2 separate regions of the Oryctolagus cuniculus genome follow, and region 1 is linked to region 2. Evidence: chromatin contacts called from public Micro-C data. All regions are on one chromosome and are shown on one strand. Each heading gives the region's core, a stretch centred on a gene start, on an enhancer-like site or on the middle of the called end of the contact. The rest is flanking DNA. Distances are from core to core; before and after follow the strand shown. Region 1 holds the start of RCBTB1 (RCC1 and BTB domain containing protein 1). Region 2 holds the start of SETDB2 (SET domain bifurcated histone lysine methyltransferase 2).

Evidence for each region. Hi-C and Micro-C count contacts between places; a contact is called where the count stands out from the background.
Region 1: a Micro-C map of ear pinna shows a contact between it and region 2, with 5 times the contacts expected there. The contact joins the promoter of RCBTB1 here to the promoter of SETDB2 in region 2. A contact is called at or near these places in 2 of 6 Hi-C or Micro-C datasets (ear pinna and an unstated tissue).

Annotation. Positions count from the first base shown.
Region 1 is chr9:68,905,210-68,908,523 of mOryCun1.1, forward strand. It overlaps RCBTB1 (RCC1 and BTB domain containing protein 1), which reads right to left and starts at 2,048. Exons shown (of 14, transcript XM_008273852.4): 1 at 1,968-2,048; 2 at 1,444-1,692.
Region 2 is chr9:68,750,593-68,754,103 of mOryCun1.1, forward strand. SETDB2 (SET domain bifurcated histone lysine methyltransferase 2) reads left to right here and starts at 1,405. Exons shown (of 15, transcript NM_001389491.1): 1 at 1,405-1,588; 2 at 1,939-2,054. CAB39L (calcium binding protein 39 like) reads right to left here and starts at 1,384. Exons shown (of 12, transcript XM_070048887.1): 1 at 1,247-1,384.

The DNA of each region.
Region 1 (3,314 bases), core at 798-3,297, 160 kb after region 2:
GACGGTATGCCCCAGCTGCAGAGAGTTCTGGAGCAGATGGCTCTATCCTGTCTGCGGATAAACAAAAAGCCCCGAGCAGAGCCAGGGCAGAGCGCGCCCCAATGGGCATCTTAAATAAAATGGAGTGGATCCGAGGCAGGACAGGGGAAGCGTCGCTAACTCAGGTCACCGCACTCCTGGATAAAGGTCCCCAGTCCCCTCTGTGGATTCCGCGCGTGGGGAAAGGCACGCAGTCAATAACACGGTCTGTGGCACTCCTACCGTGGGGAGGTGAAGGAGCCGATGCCAAGTTTTCTGCAAGGGCCGAGGGAGGATGGGCAGTGCCCGAGGCGAGGTCTCTCCCGGCACAACGGCGCCCACAGCAGCGAGACTTAGGCTACGGGCACAACGGCCGGCGTCTGTGCTGCCAGAAGGACAGGCAGCCAGGAAAACTTTTCCTCCTCTCCCCACCCTCCCCTCTATCCTCCTCCGCGCAGGACACGGGAGCTGAGGTGCCAGCGCCCCCGCCCCGGACGCAGCGCCCGCGGGCCCGGGAGGCGGCGAGGGCGCGGAGTAACGGAGCGCGCCCGGCCTGGCCCGGCCCGCGGGGAGGGAAAGGGGCAGACGCGACCTCCGTGGGCTCTCCGCCGCACTCATACGCTACCTGCGAGGCAGCCGCCGCCGCCGCGCCGTCCGGCCGGGCCGCGGGGAGCGCCGCGGGGATCTCCCGAGCTCCGCCAGCCGCACGAGCGGGAGCGAGCGACGGAGGGGGAGGAGCCGGAGGCGGAGCGTGAGGGCGCCGGGCCCGCCGGTCACGTGGCCGAGCGGCTTCACGTGACCCTGGGCGCTTGCCAGGCCCCGGCCCTGAACCCCTGCACCTTGGACCCTGGGACTGCGCGAGGCCCTGCAAGCATTCGCAGGGTGTCCCGCGGTGGCTGCTGCCTGGCCTTACTTGGTTTTGTCTCTCCAGCGCGAGGGGCGAGCCTCTGTCCTTCCTCGCCGGGTGGCTTCGCAGTGGGGAGGACCGGCCTCCTGCTCCAGGGAAACCCGGGACGGAAAAGCCAGCGGGGAAAACCCTTCCCCCGCAACTAGATGGCCCTGAGGCGCTGCCTGGGATAAATGGCCGCACAAGGGAGACCTTTGTTTCACCTGGAAACCTGCCTCTGCCTCCCTACCCGGTTCGGATTGGAAGCACCAAAGCCAGGGGCAGGGAAGATAGAGGTACCTGGGAAGCAGGCTGCCAAGGTCAGAAGGGACCCAAGAGGCCATCTGAGGCAAGCTATTTCTTATTACGAATACAAGTGCGTAAACTGAGGCCAGGAGAGGGGCTGCTGCCTGAAGCTCGCACGGAGAGCGCAGTCATCTTTGTAAAACACCATCCAGATCGCAGCACTCCCAGGTGGCACTGCAGGCTGAAGTCCACACTCCTAGCAAAGCACTGCATGCAACCGTGTTCAGATTTACCTTTCCCAGATAAACTCCCGTGAACAACCAGGAAAAACTCTTCGTTCTCCAAGCGTCACCGAACAGCTTCCTGATTAAAAGAAACCAGCTTTTCTTCACCTGCCCCTTGCGCAGTTTCTCTAGGCGCTGGTTTTCGTGATAACTTTCTTTGGAGTCTTCCTTTTCCCCTAAATCACTTTATTCTTCTTCGTGTTTTTTCAGTCTTTTGCCTCCATCTGAAACATCCGGAATCAATAAATTCCTTAAAACCTGAGCCAAGACAGGAAAGAGGTGAAAGCAGATTTCATTGAGACAGGATTACAGTTTGGAAATGGAGCCCAGTTGTGTGGATTGTATTTTCTGCTCTCTCCTTCTATCGCAATAGTTTCTGAATAAAATCTGTATTTACCCCTTCACTGTGGAGCTCCGTTATTCTTTAGCAACACCTGTTCTAGATTTTTTTTTTTTTTGTCACTTAACACATAGCTAAGAAAAGCTACCCATGAAGGAAGGTGTTTTTGTTTTTGTTTTTGTTTTCAACTCACGGTTTAAAAAGTTTGCTCTCCAAGATGAGGCAGGCTTGAGCTGTCTGGTGAGGATGCAGTGGCAGGAGCTTGCAGCACATGGCCAGAAGCAGGTTTTTATAATCATCTCAGGGCACTCCACCCAGAGACCTAAGGACCTCCCACTAGGCCCTCCTCCTGAACACCACAGTTGGATTGTTCCCACCCTCTGAGTCCCATAAACTTGTGACTTTGGGGCTCAAACATGTGCATGAGTTAGCAACCAAATCTTGTTCACCTCACAGCAACCCCCAAAGTACACATCAGGCTCCTACTCATCTTTCAAAATCCAGGTCAAACACCACCTACTCATCCTTGTAGTCTCTTCCTGCATCTGCCACCCAAATTCAGCAGCTTCGAGTCGTTAGGTAAATTCAGTGTCAGCTGCAACTTCTTCCTGGATCTCTTGAACACAGCACATATTCCGATAGGTAAATTTCACATTTCCCGAATGTGCTGTACGTTTCCTTGAGAACTGATTGTCCATTGCCATCTTCTCTCCTGGATGATGAACTCTTTTTATAAGGGCTCTCTCAGCTTGGTACTGTCCCTAGCATGTTGTAGATCCTCAATATCCTTTGAATCAAGTGGCTCAGCCAAAGTAGCAGTTTGGTGAGTTCACTGAAAGAGGACTATTTTGCTCAAAGAATTGGAATCAGGTTTTTTTTTCCTATAACCTGACAAAAGAATCTCTGTAAAATGTGGAAGGGCATGAGGCTTGAGTGATCATATATTTCCTGAGCATTCAATGTTCATTATGTGTCAGATATCATATGTGAAGCATCTTGGGGAATAAAAAGGTAAATGGGACACATTTTTGCTCATTCCAGAAGTTGCTAACCTTAAGGAATGTATAGTCTGGTTCATTATTCCAGGACAGGGTAAAGAAGTCTCATGATACAAGATGTAAGGAAACACAGAGGAAGCCCATAAACTAGGAGTTGGGAAAAAGCTTCCTGGACAGCTGAAGTTGGAGGATAAGTAGTAGAGGGAGAGAGAGGCACAGACTTGCAGAAGAGAACCCTGTGCTCAAAGGAAGTAAGTCATGAAACTTATTTTTCAGGGAATAGTAATTCAACCTGAATTGCTGGATGTGGTGACTTTATTTACCTCTGGGACAAAGGCAGCCTAAAAAATTTCGATACACTTGACAAAGTGATATATTTAATGGTATTTGTGTTTATTGGGTTGAGTAACTTTCTATCGGACAAATTGTGGGCTCTTCCTCTGAAATTTACCTGGACAAGTGCCAGGTGAGTTTTTAACCTTTCTTCTCTAGCCCCCAAAGCACTCTATGATTATCATCTTTAAAAAAATCAAAATTACTTG
Region 2 (3,511 bases), core at 155-2,654:
GTTAGATCATCACTCAAGACAGTATCTTGACTTTATTCTCATTCCTCTCAAAACTGCTAGTTATTCACAAAATAGCCTTTAATCAGCTTTTCAGGTCTGATAAATTTTCTCTCAAATGAAATAAGATACAGGTTTTCTACTGTAAATTCTTTTTAAAAAATTGGAATGAAAATGACATAATTCCTGCTTCTTTCCTCCCACCCTAAAAAGAAGACAGAACTTAAGGGGCTTTCCCATACAGAATCCTTCCCTTATTCTGTGAGGAGTACCCAAGCATACCATGGTACACCCCCAAAATACATACATTTCAACACAGAGAAACCAGGAAATCAAGAGGGCAAAACAATTCTTTCACTTTCCTTTTTCTGTTGTTTAGGAAAAGACCACAGCAGGCAGCAGCACTGCGGTGCAGTGGGTTAGGCCACCTATCCGGAGGCTGGTACCCCTTATCTGAGCGCAGGCTCCGCTCAGTTTCCCATCCAGCTCCTTTGCCAATGTGTCTGGGAAAGCAGCCAATGATGGCCCACTGCTAGGGCCCCTGCCATCAATGTGGGGAACCAGGATAGAGTTTCTGGCTTCCATCTGTCAGTCAACCATTTGGGAAGTGAAGATCTCTCCTTGTCTGCCTTTCAGTAAGTAAATAAATATTTAAGAAGAAAGAAAAGGAAAGGGAGGGCGACAAAGGAGGGGGAAGTGGTGATGGTTGATGGAGTAGGGAGGCGGGCGAGGGGACGAGGGAACAAAGCAGCCCAGCCCTTCCCTCGATAACAAAGAGAAGGAAGAGGTCCCTCTGGAGCCTGAGTGGTGAGGCGTCGCCCTCTCCCCTTCCACTAGCAGCTTTGTTCCTGTCTGAATCACGCAGCCCACCAGCCAGCCTCCTTTAGCTAAAGGGGGCTGATGTTCAGAATCTTTCCGCTACGAAAGTCACTGCAAAAGCCCTCCGGGCCCGAAGAATCAGCATCAATGCATCAAAGCCTCCTCTAACCCGATAACCGACACACCAAAGCCTGGGATCCCCACCCCCCACCCCCGCCATAACCACCATTCCTCGCTCTCCCTCGCCAGGGACGAGACTACAGGAAATCTATCCTTTTGGGCAAGTGAGAACTAGCTGGGTTTCCTTCAGGCCCCTCCTCTCTACCATTGCTCCCCCAGCACCCGTCTTCAAAGACAAGCCACGACAGGAGCTTTCAACGCCCAAAGAGCCCAGCCCAAGCCACACACAAGATGGCAGCCACACACCTACCGAAGGGAACAGCGGCGGCGCCACCACACCAGAGAAGCCGGCCTCCAAACTGCGGATAACCCGATTGGCCTAGCGCGAGAGCGCGAGACAAGCAGAGAGCGCTGGCGGCCAATCAGGAGACGGCGCATCAGGCACCGCCCCGGAGTCTGAGGTACGCGCGCGGCGCCTCTGATGCGTGGGTTTAGCGGGGAAGGAAACCAATGGGCTCCCTGCCCTGTGGCTGGGGACCTTGGCGTTCGACTCCTCCCATATAGCGAGCGCTTTAAGAGGGCCTGAGCTTTAGCGGTTGCGCGCTGCTACTAACTTCCCGGCTGAGGCGAGGCGACGAGACACAGTTTTGGGGTTAGTAAATGGTGAAGTACTACTTTCCCGCCAGAGGGTACCTGCGGCCTGGGGTTTCGGCGGCGTGGAGACAAAGTAGCCGAACCCGTCGGGGACTCCTAGCCTTGCCATCCCTCCCGGGAGAGCACCGCCCTCACCTCTGACTAGCGGCGAGCAGCCGAGCCCCCGCTGTGTGTGTGTGTGTGTGGCTCTCGGACGGTTCCTGCGGAGCCGTGGGAGGACGTGGGAACGCCGGGGAGCCCTCGACCCCAGCCCATGCAACCCTCCTTTTGCACCCAGGTGCAGTCCCGGGGTGCGGAGGGGTCCGCGAGAGCTCTGAATTCTCAGCCCTAACCCCGCCCCCGTTTCAGTCTCTTATCTTGCAGCGCACACCTTATTAAAAAGTGGTGATTCCTGAGCCGCTGGCTTCTGACTGCAGGCTAAAATCCAGAAGCAGAACTTGAAGGTTTAACCACTGTTTCCACAGGTAAGGTTACACCCAAACCTGAATATGTGAAAATCATTCATCCAAGATCACAGAGTTGAGGTTAGGTCCTCCGAGCGCCAGACTATAATAAGCACCTGCAGCCCAATAAGCAGTTAAGGAAGTGGGTGTGCAGGCATCTTCGGCGTGCGGAAATGAGCAGGGAGCTCTGTGTGTTAGAGTGGGTGAAGCCGAGGAGAGGGGTTCGGTGGAGCGGTGAGAACGTGGGCTCTGGAAATCGGGCTGCCCGGTTTCTTACCGTCCGTCATCTCGCTCTGACGTGCCTTAACTCCATCAGAAACCTCGTTCACCTCACAGGGTTGCTGTGCGGATTCACTAAGGACGCGGGAAGTACTTAGCAGCTGGCCTGACACGTGGTTTATTCTCAATAAACGTTCTCTCCTGTTACCAGAATTACAATAAGAAATGAGAGCATCTGGTAGGGCTGTCTTAGCCATTGCAGCCCATCGTCCTATATATAGGACGTCTCTAAGGACTTAAATTGAGCAATGCCGTTAATGGTTACTTTGATATGTCGTTGAAATATGCGCAGAGTTGACAGCTTGGGACTTACAGGGTTAGGGACCTGTTTTTACAAACAAAAGGGAACCATGTCTTGAAATGAAGCAGGCTGATTTTAATTAATTTTCTGCCAAATTGAAAAAATGAGAAGGGGGGAAAAGTGAACAAGTTTTCAAAGCCCTGTCTCTCTGAAATACTAACGCTGGTTGTCTGTGGCTGATGAGATTGTGAATGATTTCAATTCTCTTTTATATACTTTACTGTATTTCCCAAGTTTTCTTCACTAAGCATGTTTTCATAAATTCAGTGATTTTCAAAATCTCCTTTTGTGTGTACACAAGACAGATGAGAGCTTTTCAAAAATAAGGCTTTTAATGAGTGCTTAGATGAAAATCCAAGTTGATAGAACCTTTCTGAAAGGCAGTTTGGTGATATGTTCTCGATGGCTTTAAAATAGGCAATACTTTTCAAATTAAGCACACTTTTATATCCTACTTTTACCAAGTTAGACCCTTGCAGAGAAAGAGCATGATCCAGCTCCCTGAATGCCCCCTCACCCTGTCCCTCTGCCATGTGCCCCTGAGGACTTCAGGTCAGAGCCTTCTGGTTCTTTGTATCCTTACAAAGTAGAAACAGAAAAGGGTGCGTTCTATAACTTTGCTTCACTTGACAGTGTTTTCCCAGTGTATACGTGTTATTTATAGCTCAGCATCTTACTTACGGGCCATTTATTTTACCTGCTGCATACCATGATTGAACTATTCTGTTTATGTAAAATATTTCTGACACTTCTATAGGTTTTTATATTTAATTATGTTATGTGCTTTTAAGGGGACCACCCTAGGTTATTTCTAGTTTTTCACCTTACAAACAAAAAAAGGAGTTTTTGTGCTTTTATTCCTGTGCTGTTTCTCAAGGATATATATCTGAAAATGGAA